Regions from separate parts of the Mus musculus genome. Here all the other regions are linked to region 2. A link is a contact called in public HiChIP or PLAC-seq data. All regions are on one chromosome and are shown on one strand. The core of a region is the stretch at or near the end of the contact, and the rest is flanking DNA. Distances in the headings are between cores, read along the strand shown. Region 1 has its middle 12 kb from the start of Igsf21. Region 2 overlaps Gm1667 (a long non-coding RNA gene). Region 3 overlaps Igsf21 (immunoglobulin superfamily, member 21).

Evidence for each region. HiChIP or PLAC-seq counts read pairs in DNA pulled down with a chosen protein or histone mark.
Region 1: an H3K4me3 HiChIP or PLAC-seq map of embryonic midbrain shows a contact between it and region 2, with 3 times the contacts expected there. The contact joins two enhancer-like sites. A contact is called at or near these places in 3 of 39 promoter capture datasets (the 3T3-L1 cell line, embryonic stem cells and hippocampal neurons), 4 of 484 Hi-C or Micro-C datasets (the N1E-115 cell line, cortical neurons, nephron progenitors and 1 more), 8 of 115 datasets of contacts at active chromatin or transcription factors (embryonic basal ganglia, embryonic forebrain, embryonic hindbrain and 5 more) and 1 of 9 other capture datasets (embryonic stem cells).
Region 3: a contact with region 2 is called in an H3K4me3 HiChIP or PLAC-seq map of forebrain, with 5 times the contacts expected there. The contact joins two enhancer-like sites. A contact is called at or near these places in 4 of 39 promoter capture datasets (the 3T3-L1 cell line, the C10 cell line, embryonic stem cells and 1 more), 4 of 484 Hi-C or Micro-C datasets (the N1E-115 cell line, cortical neurons, nephron progenitors and 1 more), 8 of 115 datasets of contacts at active chromatin or transcription factors (embryonic basal ganglia, embryonic forebrain, embryonic hindbrain and 5 more) and 1 of 9 other capture datasets (embryonic stem cells).

What each region holds. Positions count from the first base shown.
Region 1 is chr4:140,256,965-140,261,093 of GRCm38.p6, forward strand. No RefSeq gene overlaps it. Among named protein-coding and RNA genes, the nearest start is that of Igsf21, 12 kb to the left of the region's middle. Within about 2 kb of position 2,202, at least 51 of the 459 cell types and tissues checked have an H3K27ac peak or open chromatin away from gene starts, as enhancers often do.
Region 2 is chr4:139,924,241-139,928,069 of GRCm38.p6, forward strand. All of the region lies in intron 3 of Gm1667 (a long non-coding RNA gene), which reads left to right. It overlaps 4933427I22Rik (RIKEN cDNA 4933427I22 gene), which reads right to left. Exons shown (of 3, transcript NR_045159.1): 3 at 1,871-2,980. Among named protein-coding and RNA genes, the nearest start is that of Gm1667, 16 kb to the left of the region's middle. Within about 2 kb of position 1,776, at least 58 of the 459 cell types and tissues checked have an H3K27ac peak or open chromatin away from gene starts, as enhancers often do. A contact at or near this core is called in cortical neurons and forebrain, where this site is marked.
Region 3 is chr4:140,235,777-140,239,982 of GRCm38.p6, forward strand. The region is part of intron 1 of Igsf21 (immunoglobulin superfamily, member 21); the gene reads right to left. Among named protein-coding and RNA genes, the nearest start is that of Igsf21, 8.9 kb to the right of the region's middle. Within about 2 kb of position 1,710, at least 38 of the 459 cell types and tissues checked have an H3K27ac peak or open chromatin away from gene starts, as enhancers often do. A contact at or near this core is called in cortical neurons and forebrain, where this site is marked.

The DNA.
Region 1 (4,129 bases), core at 952-3,451, 330 kb after region 2:
GGATCTGGAGACATCTGTGGAAGCTGATTTTCCCTTTCTAGGGCTGGCTCTCATCAATCTTGGGCCAAAGCAGACTTTCATCCACTGGGGGGAGAAAGGGAGAGAGAGAGAGACAGACAGAGACAGAGACACACAGAGACACACAGAAAGACAGAGACAGAGACACACACAGAAAGACAGAGACAGAGACAAAGAGGGAGAAACAGAGAAAAAGAGACACACACAGAGAGACAGAGACAAAGAGAGACAGACACACAGAGAGAAAGACAAAGAGAAAGAGACAGAGACAAAGAGAGAGACAGAGACAAAAAGAGACAGAGAGACAGAGACAAAGAGAGACAGAAACAGACATAAAGAGGCAGAGAGACAGAGAGAAGAGAGACAGTGTGGCATGGGGGGCCATGTGAGAACAATTACAGCTCTGATTTGGGGGTACTGAGCTCAGCCCCTCAGCTCTGTCTCTTTCTCTCCCCTCCTCTCTATATCTTCCATCTTTCTTGTCTTAAGTTTTTTCCTTTTCTTTTCTAAACAGGGTCTCACTCTATAGTCCTGGTTGCCTGTAAGGAGAACTCTGGGTTCTTATGGAGTTGGAGAAGGCAGAGCCTAAGATGCTGGCATCAGCAAGCCACCAGGACAGTGGGCATCTACTGAGCTTCTGTATCTACAGAGCCTGACGGGGTGGGGGTGGGGGTGGGGGAGTTTGATAGGAGAAATATCATGGTTCCCAGTAAAGAGTTTAGTGTGGCTGTCAGGCAGTGGCTGCTGATGGAGCCCTGGGGAAAGAGGTGGGGGCAGGGGCAGGAATCGTAATCAGATTCAGAAACCCACCTTTCCATCCTTGGTTATTTCTGTTCTCTTTCGGATTTATTTAAGACTTCAGGAAGGTTAAAAGAACAGGCCAAGTCGGCCATGCTATGTGACCAGGCGTTGCCGAAGGAGGAGCTACATCCATCCAGATTGATGAGCAAATAAAGGTAGAAGCAGACTCTGGTGGCCTTAGGTGAGGCTCAGAGACCAGACTGGGTCTTGCGACCACACCACCCAGGTGTTTTAAGTCTCAGTTCCTTTTCCCCTTGTCTCTGTCTGCCGAGAAGCTAAACAAACCCCGCAGAGAACCGGCAGCCTCAGCATTTTAAAGAGCTCAGCTCAGAATGTTCCATGGTGTGCCATCACAGTTCCATCAATCCCTGGGTCTCTGTCATCTTGCAGAACACTCACTGAACACCTCCATCCCATGCCTTTCCCTTTCTCCCCCGCTGGTTCTCCTGCCAACCAGAGCCCTCCCTTCTGTCCTGATTTTGGGTATACTAGGTTCATTCCCTGATAAGTAGTGAAGTGTGATATTCATCTTCTTACGACTAGATTCTTTCTCTTAGCACAGTGTTCTTGTGGTTCATCTATGTGAGGATACATATTACCAACACCCCCCCCCCGTGTGTGTGTATCGACACAGACGTGTGCACATTCATGTGCAAGCCTGAGGTCAGTCTCTGGTATCTTCCCCTCACTCTCTAACTAACTGTTTTTGAGAATGGTCTCACTGAGCACGAAGCTCACCGATTTGGCTAGAGTACCTGGGCTGAGTTCTGATGCTCTCCCATTGCTGTGTCTCCAGCCCTGGGATTACAGATGTGTGCTGCCATGCCCAGATTTGTAATAGGTTCTGGGAATTGAACCCAGCTCCTCGTCCTTACATAGCAAGCATTTTACAGACTGAGAAACACCCCGCCCCCTGAATTTCCTCCCCTTTTAAGGCTGAGCAATATTGCTTGTATGTGAACAATTCATTTTCCTTCTCTGGGAAAGGAACAATGCTATTCAAAAAAAATCCATGCAATGTAGCCCCAAGGGGCAGACCAAGCTATGGTGGAGGGGGCCGGTCCTAATTAATGGCTAAGGACTGCTGGGGATGAGGTTCTACAGGGGTAGACAGGTGCTTCACTGTTTGCCTTTCTTCTCTCACAGCAATAACTATGTGCCTGGAGGAAAGAAGCGATTTGCCCACAGTCCTACAGGATGTCACTCCTGTTGGGGAAGGCTTGTTGGCTGGGTGGCTCTGTCTATAGTTGTGTGAGGCAGGTCTGTCCATGGTGGGGGTAGTGGCTCTGTCCATGGTAGCGTGGAGTGACTCTGTCCATGGTAGCGTGGCGGCTGGGTAGCTCTGTCCATGGTGATGAGTAATGACTCTGTCCCTGGTGGTAGGGTGTAGCTCTGTCCATGGTAGCGTGGAGTAACTCTGTCCATGGGGGCGTGGTGGCTGGGCAGCTCTGTCCATGGTGATTGAGGAATGGCTCTGTCCATGGTAGAGGAGCTTGCTCACAGACGATTTATGCTACAGATTAGGAATCAGAAAGAACATCCTGGAAGCAAGGCTGAGAGAGGACCCTCAAAGAACTGCCCCTGTGACCCACTTCAGCAGGCCAGGTGCCACAAACTCCCGAACAGCACCACCAGATGTGGGTCAAGGGTTCAAAGTCAGAAGCCTGCAGGGAGACATTTCAGATACATAGCCTCCAAAAAGATTAACCAAGTGAGTGGGGGTGTCTAAAACATTCTAGATAGGAGGTGCTAGCTACACTCTTTCTTGTTCACATGATGAGAGCACCAATGGGAGCACGGAGAATGAGCAAACACATATGGCCATGAAGAAGGGAATTCAGTGGCGATAAAGAAGAAAGGAAATCAACAAACCCAAACACCACAGGACACAGACTGAAGGCTTGGAGGGCAGGGAAAGGTTGAAGAGGAAGGAAGCTTGTCTGAGAAAGGGGGTGGGAGGAGGGAGCCACTTGCAGGACCTTGTCTGAATGTGTCTCTCTGGAACACTGACTACTCCATGCTCTCGAGCAAGTGGACCATCAGAGTTTTTCTGGGTGTTCTAGCAAATGAGCATGGCTCCTCCCTCCTTTACTGAAGAAAAGCTCTCTCTCTCTCTATGGAGAAAATCCATCTTTTCCCACTGGCCATATGGCTTCTTCAATACGTGTAGAGTGTTGATGGAGGAAGGAGGCACACACTCAGCCAGCCAGACCAGCCAGATTCAGCCAACATCGTACTCACCTAGGAAGGTCTTGATGGAAGTAGCTCATTGACCAATAAGAACAGAGGAAGTACACTGTGGGATAGTTAAGTAGTATGTGTCTGTCTGTGTGTGGGGTGCATGTGTGTGTCTGTGTGTGTGTGTGTATGTGTGTGAGTATGTCTGTGTGTGTGTGTGTGTGTGTGTGTGTGTATGTGTGTGAGTATGTCTGTGTGTGTGTGTGTGTGTGTGTGTCTCATCTGTTTCCATTAAATCTAGAAGAACCTCAGGCTGCTCTCACCTGCTTAGGTAAGAGTCTTCCTACTGAGGTTAGCTAGGGCCGTGCCTTGTAAGCAGGTTCAGGTTCCTGGCTGCACTGGGACAAATAGAAAAGCAGAGATGTGAACTCCACCCTGGCTCAGAATCCCTGGTTCTTCCCATCCCTACAACAGAGGCACGTGTGGGGGCAAAGGGGGACTTCCTAGAAGAGCTGACTCAACAACACTTCACGGTGGCATTGTGAATGCGGAAGCAGGAGTTACAGGAGCCACCAAGGTACAGTCTCCAAGCTGTGCTTCCCTGGATTTATCTGGCAGCCATGTCCAGGGAAGGCTGGAGGCGGTGAGTTCTTGGGCAGGTTTGAGACTGAAGCTGCTGCCATCCTCTGGAAGTGGGGACTAATTAAAGTATACTGGTTTTAGAGCACAGCTGAGACCACCAGTAACCTCAGCTCTGGGGAACTGGATGTCTGCCGGCAGGGGACAAAAAACAAACAAACAAACAAACAAACTCCAAGACGAGAACTGGGTTAAGATACTTTCAGATTGTAACTGGCCTCAGGTGATGTGCATAGTAGCCAAGGGGGCGGGGTGCAGCTGAGAGGGCTTCCTGGAGTAGGTGACAATCAGGATGCATAAGAATGGATTCTAGGGAAAGCTTACCACGAGTCATCCTCCCTGCCTTCACCATGGGTTCCAGGCAGACGCTCTGCACAGGAACCCTACCTCTAACCCTAACAGGCATTTCCCTGTTGCCTCTCTGGCTGCAGAGCAAAGCAAGGAATAAGAAGGGATGGGTAGAGAGGCTTCCAGGCAGGAGACCCTGGTTAGG
Region 2 (3,829 bases), core at 526-3,025:
CTCATGTCTGTACAGAAGGCACGCTGCCATCCGAGCCATGTCTCCAGCTCCCGCAATTTGTTGGTATTTTATCTGGAATACTGGGACCCACGTAGAAGTATGAGCTTAAATTAAATCAGCATCTTTCACTGGCCTTGTCTAGTTTGGGTGTCCAAGTTAACACAGTCTCAACACAGAATGAAACAGCCTGGAGCTGGTTCTGTCGGTGAAGTACTTCCCTTGCAACTAGGAGGCTCTGAGTTCCCATCTTCAGGACATGCACAAAAGCTGCGCCCTACAGTGCATGCCTATAGTCCTGGTGCTGGGGATACTGAGGCAGGGGCTTGCTGGTCAGCCAGCAGAGTCAGATTCTCAAGCTTCAAGTCCCTCGTCCTAAAAAATAGGGTGAACAAGTCAGGAAAGACATTTGATATCTATATTTGGCCTCCTTGAATGTTCACACACACACACACACACCCCTGCACACATACCAGTCTACAAACAGGAACACACAGAGACAAACAGACACACACACACAAGCACATTCAAATGCACACACTCACATGCACATACACACACACACACACACACACACGCATGCACATAAGCACGAACAAACACAGACACTTACAGAGACATACACAGACATGCACACAGTCACACTCACATATGTACACACATGAACGCACTCAGACACACATGCACACTCATGCACACGTGTGTGGGCACGCATATACACACACCATTTGTTCACTGTCCCCTTCCCCAAACAAAAGAAAGCTCCAAGTTTAGCAGCCACTGTGCTGGGGCTCTGATGAGAAAGAGGACAGACACACCTTGAATGGAGGAGGTAGAAGCGGCCAAGGAGACTCTGGACTTCCCCCAAGGCTGGGATAAAGATGCTGTTGTGCAATGCCAAACAGGGACTCAGAACTTCAAGACCTTGAGTTACCTCAGCAAGGAGGCAGACCTGTGACAGGGAAGGACAGCAATCCTGCTCTCTATGACCTGGGCCTGTCCTGGGAACGATGCAGCCCTCCTTACTTGGCAGGAGGATGTGGGCTTGGATGAGGTTCATAGCCACCCCTGTGGGCTGGGCTGTTCAGACCCGGAAACCCTGTCTTAAGCTTTGGAAGTAAACGGGAGATCTCCATAGCAGAGACTATTTCATGCCTGTGGTGTTTTGACTGGCCTGGATATCAGTGTACCGCGTGCGTGCAGTACCTCTAGAGGCCAGAGGAGGGCGTTGGATCCCCGGGAACTGGAGTTACAGATGGTTGTGAGCTGCGCTGTGGGTGCTGGAAACTGAACCGGAGTCGGGTACAAGAGCAGCCAGGGCACTTAACCACCGAGTCATCTCTCTGGCTCTAGTTTTGAGACAGGGTCTTTCCGCTCAACCTGGAACTCACTGGTTTAGTCAGGCAGGCTGCTCATTATGCCCCAAGGATTCTCCTATCTTAGTCTCCCCAGAGCTGGGATTCGGAGTTTGCGTTGTCACACCCGCCCTGCCTTTTACTTTTACAGAGCTGGGGCTCGGAACTCAACTCAGCTGGCGCCTGTAGGAAGCACTCCCTGCACGGAGCTGTCTCCCATCCTCCCACAGTACTGTCTCCTGCTGTTTTCTTTGCTTCTTTTCTATTTATTTGTGCCCCTTTGTAGCCCAGGAACTCCAGCAGGAAGCACGCCCAGCTTCCTTCATCTCAGCGGCAGCTTTAAACAGCCCCCGCCCCCACCCACCCAACAAGCGCACTCCGTAAGCCCCCGGTGGAGCTGAACAGACAAACGTCCTCTCAGTGAGCTCAAAGCCGGTTTCTGACTGAGGCTTTCAAGAAAAGAACCGCTCAGATGTGGAGAGATTAGCGGCGAGGAGGATGCGGCGCGCTCTCTTGTTCAACATTTATTCCAACCTCCTTCACGCGTGCCTTTTTATACCAAGAAGCCAGGAAAAGAAAACCAATTTCCCTATAACCCTCTTGCAAGGAAGACTTTCAGATGCGATTCAGTCTTCCCCAACCAGAGTCACACGAACAGGACTGGGCTTGGAAAGAGTTTAAATAGGAAGAGAAATGGGGTGCGCGCTTCTCTTTTTACTGGCTTGGTATGCTTAAGGAGCTTCCCAATTTGTTGGTTTCCTTGGTAACGGTGGAGGGGACCCAGAAGGATTCTGGGGACTGGAGGTTTTCCCTAAGGCTCAGCTCACAGCCTGCTTCTCCCGTCTCGAAGGTTTGAGGGCTGCTAATGCTCCTTTGCTAGGCAAAACTCCTTCTGTTTAAACTACGGAGGCGGAGGCGCCTTCCATTCTCTCCGATGCAATCTCAGAAGGTTTTTAGAGATGGGGATGCCTGTATTTGGTTATCGATCTGATTCAGAGCCAGCCATCGAGGGCAGTGTCTCGGAGTTGGAGTGCTTGCCTCTTATGCACAAGGCCCTGGAGTCCAACCGCGGGAAAACAGGGAAAATCCACGCAGTGCATTCAACGGAAGGGAGAACCCTACTGCAAAGAGACTAGGACTTAGAGTCAGGTGACCACTACCAAGGGCTTGATGACCATCAAAGCAAGGGTGAGGAGTATGGGGCTGGGGAGATGGTTCAGGAGACAAAGTGATTGACATGTAAGCCTGACAGCTGGAGTTCAGACCCCCAAAGCCCACGGTAGATGCAACCGTGCAGACATATGTAATCCCTACTGGGGAACCGGAATCAGACACAGGGCAATCCTCAGTAGCCTAGCACACACACCGGCAGAGAGACGGTCTCAAACAAGGTGAAGAGGTGAGAGTTGACACCCTGTCCTCTGACCCCAACATACATGCTGGCTTTGCTGATGACATCACACTCTGCCTGGGCACAGAAGGGGCGTGTCCTGAGCCCTTGTCTGCTAAACTCCTTTTCACCATAATGGCCTACAGAGAAGTGGAGCTCTTCACAATGACCTGGCCCGGAGCTCTGAATGGCCCAAGATGCAGAGACAGGTGACCCCTGGCCACGTCCGTCCTCACACCTATAGAAAGAAGCACACACAGATTCATAAGTTGGAGGAGGGAGGGACATGGCCCACAGTTCTTTGTGATGGATAACTCAGGCCTCATCAGAGATCCAGGGGGCATCTGAAGCTGCCTTAGACTAAGCCCTTGTCTGCTCTCCACAGGCAGCACTGAAAATCGGTTGTGCTCTTTGACCCTGAAGGCTGCCTAACCATAGTGCAGCTGGCCTCCCAGGTCCCACAGGCCTCTTTTATTTTTCATTAATTAATTAATTAATTAATTAATTAATTAATTAATTCACTTTACATCCTGATCACAGCACCCTCTTCCCAGCCCCCCCCCACACACAGCCCCTCCCTCCACTCCTCCTTCCCCTTCTCTGAGAAGGGGGAAGTGCCCCTGGGTATCACCCCACCCTGGCACATCAAGTCACTGCAGGACTAGGAGCATCCTCTCCCACTGAGGCCAGACAAGGTGGCTCAGTTAGGGGAATGGAATCCACGGGCAGGCAACAGATTCAGGGATAACCCCCTGCTCTAGTTGTTAGAGGACCTGCATGAAGATCAAGCTGCACATTGCTACATATGTGTACTCGGGGAGGGGCCCAAGGGCCAGTCCATGTTTGCTCTTTGGTTGGTGGTTCAGTCTCTGGGAGTCCCCGAAGGTCCAGGTTAGTTGACTCTGTTGGTCTTCCTACAGACTTCTTTTTTGTTGTTGTTTTTTTGTTTTTTGTTTTTGTTTTTTTTTTGACAGGGTTTCTCTGTGTAGCCCTGGCTGTCCTGGAGCTCACTTTGTAGACCAGACTGGCCTCGAACTCAGAAATCCGCCTGCCTCTGCCTCCCGAGTGCTGGGATTAAAGGCGTGCG
Region 3 (4,206 bases), core at 460-2,959, 310 kb after region 2:
CCAAAGCCCAAGCCTGTTGCTCCCTCCAGACTCAGTGGCTCACAGTTCCCTCCCACCACCACCTCCCTCCACAGAATACCTGATCCGCACCATCTGCTCTGCGTTGCATTTAACATTTTTCTTTAACCTTGCTCGTTATTTACTTAGATAAAGCCACTTTAAAGAAAGAGAGAGAATTTAAATCACAGCCCCAAATGGCAAGCCAACACCAGTTGCTTTAAATAGACGCAGGAACCAATGGCAAAGAGAACTGGAACATGAGGCCTCTTGCTCATAGAAGGCTTGTGGCCCCAGTGAGGCAACTCTCCTTTGTAGACAGGGCCCTGCTATGTAGCCTAGGCTAGGCTGGTACTTGTGATATAGCCCAGGATAGCCTCCAACATATAATCCCCCTGTCTCAGCCTCATGAGTTCTAAGATAACAATATGCCCAGCCCAGTCCAGCTTCCGGCTCATTATCTTTTTGCTTATAGGATGATAGCAGAGATCTCAAGATGGCTAGCATCCCCTGAGGTATTGTCCTGGGTGGGGAAGGACAACCTGAAAAAGGAAAGCTACAAGAGCATCCACCCCAACCCCACTTGTAGTAGTACACCCGTCCCCACCGCAAAGGAATGCGACACAGCCCCACCCACCCATGGGACTTGCTGAGGTAGAAAAGTCCCTCTAAACCATCCCTCACAGTGGCCATCGGCCACCAGCACCTACGACGTTCTCACCAGGTAGAGACTGAATTTGGTTAGTTCATTCTGTCATATGGACACTGAAAGACTTCATCTTTTTATTAATATGTGTAAGTGTGAGTTTGTATGTATGTGCATATGTGTGTATATGTATGTTTGCATGTATGTATGTGTGTACTGTGGATGTCTATGTGTATTGTGTGTGCATGTGTGTATTATGTGTGTATATATGTATGTTTGTATGTATGTGTGTTTGTGGGCATGTCCTTATATAATGTGTATGTATGTGTATGTATGTATGTATGTATGTATGTATGAATATTTGTGTTTGTGTGTATTCATGTGTATTTGTGTGTGTGTGCAAGTATATCCTCCGACCCCCATGCAGGCATGTGTGGAGACCAGAGGCTGATGTTGGAATGTCTGTTTTCAGTTTCTCCTCCATAGCTCCTCAAGGATTCGGAAGGCTCTCTTATGGCTAGACTGTGAGGTCAGCAAGCCCCTGGGATCTGCCCGCTTCTGTCCTCCCTCCCTCCCTTCAGTCCTGGGATTATGGGAGTGCACAATGCCTGGCTTTCTCATAGGTTCTGGGGATACCACAGAAAATACTCTACCCATCTCTCTGGATCCATGGTCATGGCCTCCAATGGCTGTGGCCCTAGACTGTACATCCCAATGTGGGGCCTGGTCCCAGAACCCTTCCATCTTCACCTGCTTAACAGAGGCAGAAAAAGGGAGGAGGAGGAGGAGGAGGAGGAGGAGGAGGAGGAAGAGGAGGAGGAGGAGGAGGAGGAAGAGGGAAGATCCTGAGCCAAGATGCCACTCCCTGCAGCTGTGGCTATCCTAGAAGCCACTAACCCCGCCCTCTCAGGCAGCTCTAGCCTCAGGAACCTCCACACAGGCTGCCTAGCCTCTGCCTCACCCCACCTCGAGCTCCCCAGGCAGGCGGCAGGCCCCATCCCCCGCACCCCATCCACACTGCCTCCCCTCTCAGCAAGCAAGTAGCGACCCACTTTTCCGCAGCAGAAGGGAACAAAGAGGCCTTTGTGAAGTGGCCATCATGGCTGTCCCCACGGTGCTCCTTCCGCTCCTGCCTGGGACAGTAGGTGCCCCGTGACAATTAGCAGCTGTTCACCTGCTCCCTGGAGCCAGGCACCTGGCCTTTGGCTATTCTATAGCTTGAATCTCTGCTTGAGGAGAAATACCAGCCAGGCTGGCTCAGGCGAGGAGGCATGAGTGCCAGCTACAAATGCCAGTGCCAGCCCCCTGCCTTTCCCCTGACTGGCCCTTGTGCCCCCAAGCCTCTGTGCTGCCCATCCAGCCCAGCAAAATGCCAGGGCAGCCCATGGGTGCTTTCCTTTTGGGTGAGGTGAGTGAGCGGGAAGGACAGACAGACAGAGCTGGCTGGGGAAACAATGGTAGAATCCAGGACTAGACAATTAAGGCCATCAGAGGATCCTCTGCAGTTACAGGAACAAAAGGGCAAAGGGGACAGCCTGGGGAAGGAAGGGAGACCCAACAGCTCAGCTGCCTTGCCCTCTGGCCGCTCCTGGGGTTTATGAGACTGGGGACTGCCCACCTTACTCCCCCCTGCCCCTTGTGCTGCCAAGTCCCCACCAGACACTGGGAAACCCTGCAGCTCTTCACACTGGGCTCTTCAGGCATGGGAAACTGGAACATGCCCCCCCCCCAATTACTCTACATTCCGCTTAAGAAACAGTCCTTCCTATCCCTCGCCTCCGGGTTCACGTCATTAACAGGGAGGACAAGCTGGGTCCAGTTTACTGAGAGGCTGAGGCAGGAGGATTGTGCAAGCTCAAGGCCAGGAGAAGCAATTTACTCAACCTCTGTATCAAAAAGTCCAGGTATGGTGGGTGGTGCACGCCTTCATTCCCAGCACTCGGGAGGCAGAGGCAGAGGCAGGAGGATCTCTGTGAGTTTGAATCCAGCTTGGTCTACATTAAAAAGCTCCAGGACAGCCAGGGCTCTATAGAGAGATTCCATCTAAGCAACAACAACAACAACAATAACAATAACAAAAGTGCTGGAGGAGACAAAGCTCAGATGATCACTCACCTATCACACACAAGGCCTCGTGTTCTGAAACAAGTAAATTTTAAAAAGCAAAAACAAAAAAGGTGAGAACAGAAAACTTCCCTCTCCTCCAGCCCTCTGCAGCGCCAAGAGTCTGGAACTCAGTAGGTTCTTTATAATGCCAGCCTGAATCTGCACTGTGTCACCTTGCCCCGGCACTCCCTGGGCAGGGCTTGTGGTTACAGCAGTTGCATCTCACACTGGTCCTGCACCAGACATCACGGCTTCCTCCTGCCCCCTGACATGCCTATCCCAGCAGCCTTCCAGGGAGGGCTTGTACCTTTGGGGAAACCAAAGCTGAGAGTAATGACTGCCACCATGGGTGCCATGTTGGAGACAGACCTGACCAGAAGTTCCAGAAGTTTCTCCATAGACAGCCATCCATCTTGGCTCTGGTTTGGGCTGTGCAGCCATGGAAGATCTCAGTCAGAACATCAAGAGCCACGGGCAGTCGCTGAAGAGTTGTGTACCTTTTCAGAGGCTACCTCATCTCTGGGATCGCCAACAACCATTCCTCACCCAACGGAAGTTCCAGAGAGCCTCCAGCTACAGGGCTAAACTCACTCTGGCTCCCAGGTTCTAAGTACTGACCAGATCCTGGGTCTGGATAACAGAAGGCCCCAGCTGCCATCCAGCCACAGCGGCCATACACAGTCTAATGCCCGGCTCAATCGTGGACCATGCCTTCCAGATTCAGTGGTATAATTTTGTTCTTCCATCTTTCTTGGACTTCTCTGCATTATCAGTCATGTTCAATGTCTCTACAGTGAAAGACATTGCAGTAAAATCACACACACAGACACACACACACACACACACACACACACACACACAACCTCTTAAGATTTTATGTTGGGCCACACTCTTAGCAATTCGAGGCTGGGTGTGACCCTGTGACCCATTGACCAAGAGCTCTCTGATTGTGCTGTCCTCAAAGCCTTCCTGGGCCAGCTCTCTCATCTCCGGGCCATTCCTGTGTTTTCTGTTGAATGGTTTACTCCCTCTGACTGTTTTCAAGCCAGGTGGTACTATGCGGGGTGTCCTCACCCTTGGGGTCCTCTATGGAGGTCCCTTTGGGTCTGAGGTAGCTGTGACTAGCAGAGGGCATCCACTGATAGATGCAAAGTCAGCCTGCAGTGTGGTCAAATGAAGGATAGGGCAGATCCAGGCAGCCTGTCAGAAACTCCCAGACCACACCCCTCAGGGCCCACTGCACAGTCATGTCAAATCTCACTCCTCCCCTATTTATGTGAAATAGGATCTCCTGTAGCCCACACCTGCCTCAAACTACGTTGGCCTTGTGCATACTAGGCCTACACTCTGACGGAGCCACTTCTCTGTCCCCAGCTCTTGCTTTTTAAAAAGTGAAGAAGCTAAGACTGAGGTAGACAGTGACAAGGCCAGGTATTCTATGCCAGGAAGTGTCCTGC